3 separate regions of the Mus musculus genome follow, and all the other regions are linked to region 3. A link is a contact called in public HiChIP or PLAC-seq data. All regions are on one chromosome and are shown on one strand. Each heading gives the region's core, a stretch centred on a gene start, on an enhancer-like site or on the middle of the called end of the contact. The rest is flanking DNA. Distances are from core to core; before and after follow the strand shown.

Region 1 (3,958 bases), core at 707-3,206, 230 kb before region 3:
GGTTCTCTAGGGAAATCCCCAGCAGGCTTTGTGGTTTGGGTGTCAGGCCAGCTTTCGAACACTTGTTTGTGCAAGAAACAGAGAGTTTTAATTGGTAGGACTTGCCTGTGAACCAAGACGGAGCCCACCCCCAAGGCAGGCTCAAGGGAAGGTGCAAGCTGTGCCAACCCTTGTGTACAAGCAAGGGCGCTGCCGTCATCCTTACTAGACAGTGGCCAGTAGCTAAGCCTTATGCTGTGCTTGTGTGCAAGAACCCCTTCAAGGTCACAGGCTGTCTCCCAGGTGACCTCAATCCTCAGGCCCTTTGGCGCACATGACCTTGACCGCCTGCCTCAGATTCCCAAGTAGCTGGATCTTTGGTTGCCTACACCACCAACACACTCTTTTTTTTTTTAACATCTCTACCAAGCTCTATGTCCGAGAGATACAAAAGATAAAAGAGATTCGGGCTGTGGAAGGGCCACTTTCTACCGGAGAAAACTTCACAGAAACAGAAAATCAGACACCTGTGTGGTTAGCATAGTGGGAAGCAAAGAGCAGGGAAATCCAAGCTTGAGCTGGCCCAGTCCGGAAGCCCTTATTAGAGGGCGCCATAGATCAAAGCCCCGGTGAGGAAGCTCTGTGACTCAACCCGAAGTGCTCTTTGGTTACAAATAATATAGGACCCAAATCAGGCAGTATTGAAAAAATGAAGTTAATTTATTTTCTCATATTAATCAAAGTTCAAAGGAAGGGTGGCTTGCTATAGAGGTTGATCATGCTTTCAGGGCGGGGTCCTAATTGTCTGCTCTTCCATGGCCAAGCTTGTTTCTTAGGCTGACTTCCTCATGCAAAGAAAATGGCTGCTAGCTGGCTTCAGTCACTGTAGCCAGGGAAATAGAGTGAGCACACTGGCCAGTCTGGCTTAGGTCACACCTCCACCTTTGGAGCCAGGGCAGCATGGGATGCTGCAGACGACCCTTACCTGTGCCTGTCCAGATGCAGTGGCCGAGCAGCTTGCCAAGTGCTCATAGACACCATTGCCCACGAACATGCAGCCGCCTCTGCTGAAGAAGCTCCCTGCCCTTCCAGGTGAAGATCCGTGACTGAGTGGATGCAAAACGAGCCCAGCTTTGGGCTGGCAAGGTGACTGGGCAAGTAGAAGTGCCAGCCACTAAGCCTATGAGTTTGAGTTTGGCTGAAAGCTGTACAGTGAAAGAAAAGAGACAAGTCCTCTGGGCTCCACACGGACACTGGCGTGCACACAAGTAAACAAACATGTAAATGAACAAATGTGATTTTAATATCTGTATTTAAAAAAACCAACCTTTGAAGATAAAGAAACAATAATTGAATCACCAGGCGTAGCGTGAAATATTTAAAAAACAATCCATGCTATCCAATCCAGGAAGGCGTTACAAGCCATAGTTAGACCATGGCTGCTGGGCCATGTGCACCCCACACTTCACTGCACCTAGGCGGCCCCTCCCCTTGACTGAGAGGAGCAGTTGTCATACTGCAGTAACAAACAATCCCCACACCTATCACCTTTGAACAAATATTCTGTGGACCCAGGAGAGGCCACGGGGCAGTGACCGTCCAGGTGATAGCAATGGGGTGCAGGTCCCGTGTCCTGTCTCTGCAGTCTCTGGAAGGTTCAGGCTCTACATCTAAATATGGGGATAGGAAGCCCACTAGAGGATAGAGCACCGAAAGTCAACCACGTGCCCATGCCAATGCACACCACCAAGGACTAGGTCAGGGCAGTGAGTGCTGGACATCTCCAGAAGCTCCCTGAAGAGTGCCCTCGGTGGTACGGTCCCCAATGCCCCTCACGCAGGAGGAGATGAGGGAGCCACCTGCCTCCTTCACGTGAACCAGCCTTCTGTAATTCTGCATGCCACACACAGGAGCAGTTTCCAGAAGGGGAGGAGACGGGCAATGGAAGATTAACTGCTCCCCGGGTTCCAACAGAAGGATCAGTGTTTTCAATAATACTGTGTGAGTTTAACCTCAAAGTAAATGGTTAATTCGTCTTCTATCAACAGCACTGTGATTCATAATGTAAACTTGGAGAATTCTTGATGTTTCGGGCCACATTCCTTTTAATTTGCCTCTGCATTCTTTTAAAGCCACAGTGTGCTCACTTGATAAAATGCAGCGTGCAGATGCACGGGTTTCTGCCTGGAGGCGATTTAGCCTGGCTGGTTCCGTGGACGTCTTCTTTCAAGTGTATACTCTTTCTTAAATTATTTACTGGGTAAACACACTTTGCATTTTCAAGAGGGATATTAAGACTGTTTGCTGCTGGCCTGGTGAAACATCAAGGCCCCTTACCCAGAGTTAACAGCAAGTTACTTGGGGCTGCCCCCAGAGTTCTTTTCTGGCTCACTAGCAGAGTTCCTTGACCTGGCCGGCTTTTCTGATTCCTCCCAACTCTACAAGTGTGCATTCAGTTCTGTTGCCCAGAGTGACCAGGATTGGCCAACAGCAGTGGGCAGCGGCTGTTCCCCAAGCTTCTTCAGCTAGGGTCTGCCACTGCCAGCCGTTATGTCCCCTCTCCCTTCTGGGTCAGCCCTGTCCACTCAGGCGGGTCATTTTCTGTCCCTAGAGAGACACATTTGCTGAAGCACTTCACAGTCCAAATCTAGGCTGGCGGCCTGGTCTCTGGGTGTTCTAATTCCTTCTGCCCTCTGCCCTTCATCTCAAATGTCTGGCATCCCTTTTTGTAGTAGCACTAATGTCTTCCACCACCGGCGCACACTGGCCCGGGTGGCCAGTCATTCCTCTTCCTTCTGGGAGAAGAGCCAGGGCTGCTCTCAGGAGTCACTGTAGCGTGTGGCTCCATCTTTAGGGCTCGTTTCAACTTTGACCTCCATCCTTCCCTACTCTTACATTTCGTGCCAAGGGAATTTGCCCGGATCTCTTCTGCCTTCTTCCCAGCATGGGAGGATTATACCGACCAAGGCCGTGCTCGGTCGTCACAGTCCCTGGAAAGTTAGTTCTCTGCCCCGCTCCCACGTGCCAGCCACACCTAAAGCATAATGTCCAAGCTTCAGAGATGAATTCTACACGGTCACTACAAATAGATCCATCAGAGCCGCAGGGGCGTGGTGACAAGGATGCCAGTGGACATGGCTGCACAAGCCAGGGGACTTGGGGACTCCGGTGTGCTTACTCTATTACCATGTTCCAGACTCAACTAGTGACGTCCATAGTTACCCATCCTGCCTGTCCATCGGACACTTGCGGCCCTCATCCCACACTGTGGGTGGGACACACTACCACACTGAGAGTCACACACCGTGTCAGGTCACTAGGGCAGAACCTTAAGTTTCATGCTTTGAATCTGCTTTACTGCTGAGATTCGGTTTCCTGATTTGTTTTGTAAATCTGACACGTGGGGTAAACAGAGGTTTGAACAGTGACCTCGGCATAATGGGAGCTGAGGGGACCATTCCAAAGACTTGTCTCCCTCCCAGAGAAAAGGAGAAAAACCAACTTGAATGTTAGAGGATGCCTAAGTAGGTCCAGCCAGCGTTCCTAATTAGCTTCACTTTAATAAACTGGAATCCTATTCTTATTTACTTACTGAGTGGGACAGAGACTCCTTCCTGCCTCCCTGGGTAAATATGGCCTGTTAAGTCTGAATTAGCTGTCATCACAGAAGAATTAGTGCCGGGCACAGGCTTTCTAGGGACAAGAAGAAATAAACAAGACAGCTTCTTCACAGAGCCTCCTATGATAAATGAGGACAGAGCACACCATTCATCTCTGCGAGAGGAGCGGACATGGCTACTCAGGCAGCTTTGCGGAAGACGTGTCAGCAAATGGTGATCATTTTGTAACCTGTCAGGAAGAGAGGGAACCCGTCCTGTTAGGGGCCACAAGGGAATGGACCACTCTAATGGGTAGTACCCATCCACCCATGAAGAAGGAAGGGTGGGAGGGAAGGATGCCACCAAAACGGCAACCTGGT
Region 2 (3,639 bases), core at 753-3,252, 210 kb before region 3:
TTGATCTAGTTGACACCACAGGACTGTGAGCATCTCACAAGTGACACTGTCCAGCCATACACTCACATAGCTGCTGGAGCCTCTGCAGGTGGCTCTCTGTCAACCTCAGCTCACTCCGGCGCCCTTCCTACAAGTCATTCACACGTGGATCGCCAGGAGTCATCGATCTCATGAGGACTGCCGACAGAGTAAAGCCATGTGACACCTGGCCAGAGAACCTGGACAGCAGGGACGATTCCAGAGGTGGGAGCAGTGAACTGAACAAAGGAGACATGCCTGCTTGGCCCCAGTCACAGAGGCAGGAACATGAGAAATTACCCATTTGTGCCTGAAGGAAAAGAGTGTCCAACAGTAACTGAACATGGTCAGTGAAGTCCAAAGCTGGTAACGGTTGGTTGCTTGCTTCCTCAAATGGGCTTAATGACACTATCCCTATCCTATCCAAGAAACTGCCCCTTGGGGCAAAGGCAGGCCTGGTGAAGTGATCCCCACCCAACACACAGTGCCATCTGCCTCCGGGGAGAACAGCAAACCTGGAGTAGTAATGTAAGCCTTTGTTTCTCTGCTACAGCCTCCTGTAGCCTCTGGAACCTCCCCTCCCTGCTGACAGCTAAGGTATGATGGGGATTGGAACCCAGGGGGAGCATGTCTCTCCCTTCAGGCCAGACACTTACACCCTCACTCTGTGGAACTTCTCAAAACAGGGCATTTAGGAAGCGCCAGGAGGCTGGTTCCCCAAATCAGTAGGGGCCTTCACTGCTGGACCTAAACAGCAAACAGATAATGTGAGTCTCCTCAGGGTCCCTCGGCTGACTGGCAGTTTCCAGTGAGAGCTTGACCCAGGCTACCCCATGGGACAAAATTACAGTGGCCCTAGCTGCCACTCAAGAGGGCCCTTCTGTGTACATGACTACTCTGTCCTTCCATAACTTAGGTCATCCAACTGTATACAGGCCTCAGCCATACCCAACAAGCCAAGCAATCGCTGCTCCGTGTCCAAGCCGGTAGGCTCGTCGCTTTCGTAACTGCTCCCAAGCCTTCTCTCAGGATAAAAAGAGACCTCCCAAACCTAGGGCGGCCCATTGGGTGTGGCTGGCAGTCCCATATTCTCCTGGTGGTGGGGCCAGGAAGCAGAGCTGCAGACCATGGCTTCTCTTCCCGGGTGGCACCCAATTGATGGCCTGTCAGCTTCGAAAATGTTTTCATCTCTGGAAGAAACAACGCGTGAAAGAGCAGTTCTGAAAGCGGAATTAAGAGCTTGTTAGACACGGGCCTTGGGTCAGGGTAGGTGGCCTATCTGGGGGGCCTTGGAGGAGACATGCTGGGATTCTTTTTTTTTTTTTTTAACCCAGCCGTTCTCCCCCACAGTTCCCCGCTTAATGAAGCCGTTGTACAAGGCCCTGGGAGAGCCCACATGCTCCAAAGTAGTACCAAGTGTCCCATTACTGTAAACGGCCTTTTAGTTTTAAGCTAATGCTATATTTGGAAAGTAATAAATCCTGGGGAAATGATACTGAGACTAACGGGGAACATATTACCTTTCATGTGTGTTTTTCATGTTTAAGATTTCTTTGTTATTATCTGAGGAGTGAGGCTCTGCACACACTCTTGGGCAAAAAAAAAAAAAAAAAAAAAAAATAAGCCTTAAAGCAGTAATATTTTAATAAGCATCAAATGTCTTCGATGAGATAAAAGTATTATATAGTGTTTTGATATTGGGCTTTAGTTAAAGCCTCATTAAAAAAAAAGAAGAAGAAATTTTTCTCAGATGTACTGAGGGTTAGTGGGGATGTATTTTTAAATTCAGGTGGAAGGAAAAGTTCCAGTTTGGGTCAATTATGCTAATTAAATGCCACAAATGACTGAAATTGCCAGCGAATGGACTTATTTGTTGTTTATGCTATTGCCATTGATCAAAACCAGCAGCTAATGGCTTGGGAACTGGCTGGAGGCCTTGGTCTGAAGGAAGAGCAAACGCTGTGCACCAATCAGAGCCTTGGCTTACAGAAGCCTGGGGTTTCCCCAGCACTGCACTTCTTCTGTCAGAGTTTTGTGACAGCCCAGGCTGCCTCTCTGAAACTCACCTTCATTTGTCAATGAATGTTGGTCCTGTTCCCAGCCCCAGCTGGTAGGCACTGGAGGGGCCCAGGTTACAAAACGAAACCAAGACTCCTATTTCTTCACACACAGCCCGCACCCAGGCTAGAGCTCTGGGCTTGTCGAACCGAAAGGGAAAGCCATTAAGATTCTGCATTTGGCTGTAGAAAATGAGGAAACTGGGCGTTAGAGAGAGGAACTGATCTGCCCAAGGGCACACAGCAAGCTCATTGCAGAACCAAGAATAGAAAGGCTATCTCGGGAGTCCCAGTATCGGTCTCGTGCCTCACGCCCCCCCTCCCCCCCGCCCCGCTGTGATACAATGGAACTTCGGCTGCGCTCCCCTCCCACCCCCATACTCTCAGCTCCCTGCTGTGACAGTATGTCCCTTCTCAGTTGGTGACATAAGCACAAGCTTCAAGATTGGAATCAGGCAGTGGGTATGCCTCTGTGTCTTCATCTCTTAACTGAGAACAGGGTCAGGTTTCTACTGCAAAATGGAACGCCAAGGTTGAGGAGCCCGCTCCATCAGTAAAAAGCCTGCTGGTGCAAGCCTTTGGGCCTGACTCCCATCTCCAGAACCGAACCCAAGTAAAACAAAACAAAAAGGGCCATGCGCGCACGCGCACCCCCTCCCCCATACGTGCACCCCCCCCCAATCCTCCCACGGAATGCAGTTGACTCTGGAAAGATGGGACCTCAAAGCTGGCAGGGGACCCGTGGCATCAGGCTGATGTGTGGACGCCAGCATGCTCATGTAACTCCTTGACTCCAAATATTCTCAGGGTCGGCTCTCCAGGTGAATAACACTTCCAGAAAAGCTGCTACCGGAGGGAAGACATCAGGAACCTGGGAAGGAGGGGAGGTCCACAGACAAGGGTGACACCTCCACTTTGTCTCATTCAGGACCCGTTTGAGTGCTGTTCCCCATCTGCCTGGTTCCCTGGCAGGATGAGTGGGCTCTTCTCATATGAATCAGAATCACAGCTAGGCTAGCTGGGGGCGCCTTTACCTCACCAGTCTGGGCTTCTGGTCCTGCTTCAGCCACCTGACACGGAGCACTTCAGTGACTTTTCGCTCTGAGCCTCAGTTTGCTGGTGTGCAAAGTGGGAGGCCTTGTCTTGGAAAGCTGCAGTCGGCATGGCTTGCCAGGAGGCAGTTTCTGAGTATTGGGGACACAGAGCAACCAGGATTGTCTCAGCTTCGTCCTTGGGGATGTGTAGATAATTCCCAGCCACAGATAATGCTCGAGTAAAATTTGGGGAATTTCGAACTCTGCAAATATTTGCAGTTGGTATTTGTGTGAGTGTTGCACATACACGTGTGTGTTCACGTGTGTACAGGTACATAAGTATACCTGTGTTTGTGGAGGTCAGAGATGAATGCTGTCTTTTGAACTACCTTCTGCCTTGTTTTGGGTTTTAGGTGTGTTTATCTTATTTTTTGTGATTGAGTGGTTTGCCTGTGTGCCTGGTACCCGCGGGGGTGAGAAGATCCCTTACAACTGAAGTTCTGGATAGTTGTGAAGTACTGTGTGGGGGC
Region 3 (4,012 bases), core at 114-2,613:
CCCCATCAGGCAGGTGTTGCAGGCAGGATCTAGGGAGCCCCTCTAAGGAAAGTGGGTCCCTATAGGTCAGGCGCTGGCATGGCTGTGGATGCCAGAGGAAAATCATGCCTATATACCACAGCACCGTTCCCCAAGGAGACGCCTATTCACATACTCTGATAACTGGCTGTGAACATACCAGGAAGTGCTTTTTTAATTATGTAATTGCTTTCACACTACATATATAAAGGGAACCAGCACACTCACTCGTATTTGGAAAACTTGTGTGAGATATTGGGGGTGAGGGCTGGGGAGATGGCTCAGGGGATAAAGTGCTTGCCTTTCGAGCATGAGTCCCAGAGTTTAGGTTCCCAGCACGCATGCAGGTGGCCCATCAGCAGCCCTGGCAGCGAGAGACTCATAAGCAAAAGATCTCTAGAGCAAGCTGGCTAGCTGTCCTAGATGAATTAGAAAGCTCTGGATTCAAAGTAGAGACCCTGCCTCGGTGTATGAGGTAGCGATTGATCAGAACAGACACCTGACGTCAACTTCTCTACTCCACCTCTGTGTGCACACATGTACATCCACGCACATCAGAACATGCATATATACATGCACGAATGCTCAACTTCTAGGGGAAAAAAAGAAGAAGCAATTTGATTTCCTACGTACACCATAATGGTTATGGTATTGGGTACGATAGCTTTTTGAGTGTCTAGGTAAAAATATGAAATTTAATAAATTTGGGTGTTAGTGCCAAGTGATGAACCTGGCCCCTGGGTTAGAGAAACCACCCTGTACTAGAACACTGTTGGACAGAGGAATCACAGGCATGAGAAGCAGACCGGTGGGGCTAGGGGTGTCTCTGCTTTCAAGCAAGCCATCGTTTCAGTTTGCACTTGTGACCACAAGGACAGTTCGGCTTCCTTTCTTCCTGGGTGCCTGACAGAAGGGTTACCATGGTAACCCGTCAAACCCATAAGCCTGGGTTCTGGTGATCACAGATGTTCTCGTTTGAGCAAGCAGAGGCCATTCCGGACTCTCAACGCTGCAACTGCTTCCTCCCGGGCTTCGCCTTCACCTCCCATCCTGTTAGCCTAGACACAGACACCCTGCCAGTCTGCCAAGCCCTGATGTCCACTGCCATTCCTGTGGCCCAGGCCATTTCTGGTGTGAGTGGCTGGCACCGTGTCCAGAAGGCAAGCCCCACCCCAGGAATGGTGCTGCTGTGCTGGGATGTTTATTCTTTGGAAGGGAGGCTCTGGAGCTGTGCCCTGAGTCTAGGGTCTGTGTATCCCACATCCACGTCATCTTCACATCTACCTCTTTGGGCTGGCCTTCTGCTCTACAGAGGCGTGTGTACCCTTGGCAGAGAGAGGGAGGTCGGCAGCTGACTCATGCGCCAAAGGTCAGCATGGTAGCCGGTGCCAGCTCCTCTCTTCCCTGGGCATGGCCGTCGTCTTGGACCTTTTAGACACTTGGACTGACTTTATGCAGAACAGTCTGGATTTATGAGTTAGACTTGGGCTTGGGTTTATTATTTTGTACTTTGGATCCTTCCTTTAAAAAGACCAGAGATAAAAATACCGCCCTTTGCCAACGTTGCTCCCCTCAGCCTCACCTCACTTCCCTCTAGAAAGGAGAGTGTTGGAGGTTTTGTTCATTGTTGTTACAGATGGGCAGACTTGGAAAGCTGTGGGTTTCAAAGAGGCCAGGGCATACCTGGAGTCTCCCCTGGTTCCTTCTCTAGGCCTGATGTCCCTGTTATTGCTAATCCTGTGGCTACAGACCTTGTAATTCCCATCATTAAGGACACTTGGAGTTGTGTGACTTGAGAGGTGGGTGGGCCCTGGCCTGTTTACTCCATCGCCCTAGTGTTTGGGTTTCCTGATTTCCATTGGCAGTTTGGATATGAGCTTGAAGGTTGGAGGCTTGCTGCCGACTGCTGCAGTGACCCAAGACCCAAGTCTTTGCTAGCCAGGGTGTGCATCAGCCCTGGGCATGCGAAAACTCTCAGACTGGTACTCAGTGGTTTTCCAGTGGGGTCGGGGGTTGTGTTCAACAGAAGGCACCTGGATGTAGTCTGGGTTGTCCTGGCTGGGCAGGAGTTGCTATGTTGCTCCTTAGGCAGTTCTGTGCCCTTACCCCTGGGCCAGAAACACAAAGAAGTATCCTCAGGGCAGAAGCAGGGCAGCAGAAAAGCCCCACCTTAATATAAGGGTTTATTGGGCAGCTACATGGTTGACTGAGTAGTCTTATTACCTTGTTTTGTTTGATTGCTCGCTTGTTTTATTTTTAAGACAGGGTCCCACAACCCAGGCTTGACTCGGAGTTGGTATTTACCCGAGGATGGCCTTGAACTCCCAATCTTGCTCCTGGGTGCTGGGATTCCAGGTGTGCACCACCATGCCCAGTTGTCTTACTGAGTGCACAGCTCTGTTCCTTCTGAGCTGTGTTTTGTTTTAGCATGAGCAAGAATATAAAGAGTGAGTGTGTGGGTGTGTATGTGGAGAGGGACAGCAAAGAAGTCTATTTTTATTCCTGACAAATTAGCTTCCTCCTTACCTAACATTCTTCTTTAAAAAAAGAAAGGAAGGAAAGAAGGAAGGAAGGAAGGAAGAGAGAGAGAGAGAGAGAGAGAGAGAGAGAGAGAGAGAGAGAGAGAGAGAGAGAAAGAAAGAAAGAAAGAAAGAAAGAAAGAAAGAAAGAAAGAAAAAGAAGGACCCAAACCCAAGTTATCTTGCCACTTCCAGATTACTAAAGCTCACCCTACCCACGAGGTATGGTATCAGGGTCTGGGAGACGAATGTGTGGCTACAGTGCATGCTGCACAGGCATCAGGACCTGAGTTTGGTCCCAAGTAAGAAGCTGGGCATGATAGCGTGTGCTTGTACAACCCCAGGGTTTGGGAGATGGAGACGAGGTGCTAGACTTGCTGACCAGCCAGCCTAGCCTAAATGTGAGTCCTGGTCCCAGTGAGAGATTCTGTCTCAAAAAAAAAAAAAAAAAAAAAAAAAAATGAGGTGGATAGCTCCTTAGCAAAGACACCCAAGGCCGACCCATTGGTTCCACACCCCTGTGCAGACACATGCATGGATACACTCATCCACACAAATGAAAAAACAAACAAACAAACATACAAACAAACAGCATAACAACACCGAGTCAAAACTGAAGAATACTTTTATACTGTCTTCTGGGATTCGCATTTTGCTTTGTAAATCCATTCTTAAAAGGATGCATACCGGCAGGCACATCATCAATTTCCCGGCCCTTCCAAGACACTTCTGGGGGAAGTGGATGAAAGGTGTAAATTAAGAAAAGCAAGTGTTTGTGGCTTCCACCTTAACCTTCTGCTACGTTAAATGGCTCTGTTGAAGAGGGCTGTCACAGCTCTTGAAAACTTGGGAAAATCCAAGCAGGCTGTGACATGAGTCACCTTTGGGAGCCCAGGATGTTTGATGTGAAAATTATATGGGCACATCTAATTGGGTGCAATTTCACCCCACGAGATATCTACTGCAAGGGTGACTCCCCCTTCCCTTGTTTTTAAGCTAAATTGTTTAATCTGAATTGCATACTCCTCAGAAGCATTCAATGAATCAGCTGCCACTTTTCAATGTCTTTTGTTTAGCCACTGACTATATGAGCCAACCATACACACCCCTAGACACCCTGGAAGAGTTAGCGACTTATCTCTCCCTGATGTGGAGGATTGTGACAACTATAGCCTTCTACTCATGTTCCATAATTTAGTCTTCCCAGTGTCCTCAGAGCCCAGCCTGCAGGGAAGAAACAAACATCCCCCCCCTTCTTTGTGTGTGTGTGTGTGTGTGTGTGTGCGCGCGCGCGTGCGTGCTCCCTGTAAAATGGGGAAGAATCATTTTTGTCTTGCTGGATTCTCAGAGATGTGCACTCATTTCCAGTAAAATGTTCTCAGAGCGAAATAGAAAGCTCTCACATAGAGATAAGATAATGGGCAATTAAGTTAATTTAAACCCCAGAGTTAACAATGATCAGTTAATTCATATAC

The links. HiChIP or PLAC-seq counts read pairs in DNA pulled down with a chosen protein or histone mark.
Region 1: a contact with region 3 is called in an HNF4G HiChIP or PLAC-seq map of pancreatic cancer cells. The contact joins two enhancer-like sites. A contact is called at or near these places in 3 of 484 Hi-C or Micro-C datasets (B cells, bone marrow-derived macrophages and hematopoietic stem and progenitor cells) and 2 of 115 datasets of contacts at active chromatin or transcription factors (acute myeloid leukemia and pancreatic cancer cells).
Region 2: a contact with region 3 is called in a FOXA1 HiChIP or PLAC-seq map of pancreatic cancer cells. The contact joins two enhancer-like sites. A contact is called at or near these places in 7 of 484 Hi-C or Micro-C datasets (B cells, CD4 T cells, bone marrow-derived macrophages and 4 more), 2 of 115 datasets of contacts at active chromatin or transcription factors (bone marrow-derived macrophages and pancreatic cancer cells) and 1 of 9 other capture datasets (embryonic stem cells).

Annotation. Positions count from the first base shown.
Region 1 is chr19:55,618,710-55,622,667 of GRCm38.p6, forward strand. The region is part of intron 7 of Vti1a (vesicle transport through interaction with t-SNAREs 1A); the gene reads left to right. Among named protein-coding and RNA genes, the nearest start is that of Gm41871, 80 kb to the right of the region's middle. Within about 2 kb of position 1,957, at least 40 of the 459 cell types and tissues checked have an H3K27ac peak or open chromatin away from gene starts, as enhancers often do. A contact at or near this core is called in pancreatic cancer cells, where this site is marked.
Region 2 is chr19:55,641,344-55,644,982 of GRCm38.p6, forward strand. 4930552P12Rik (RIKEN cDNA 4930552P12 gene) reads right to left here. Exons shown (of 4, transcript NR_045318.1): 3 at 2,085-2,258; 4 at 1-1,208. Among named protein-coding and RNA genes, the nearest start is that of Gm41871, 58 kb to the right of the region's middle. Within about 2 kb of position 2,003, at least 219 of the 459 cell types and tissues checked have an H3K27ac peak or open chromatin away from gene starts, as enhancers often do. A contact at or near this core is called in pancreatic cancer cells, where this site is marked.
Region 3 is chr19:55,850,733-55,854,744 of GRCm38.p6, forward strand. All of the region lies in intron 5 of Tcf7l2 (transcription factor 7 like 2, T cell specific, HMG box), which reads left to right. Among named protein-coding and RNA genes, the nearest start is that of Gm52391, 85 kb to the right of the region's middle. Within about 2 kb of position 1,364, at least 59 of the 459 cell types and tissues checked have an H3K27ac peak or open chromatin away from gene starts, as enhancers often do. A contact at or near this core is called in pancreatic cancer cells, where this site is marked.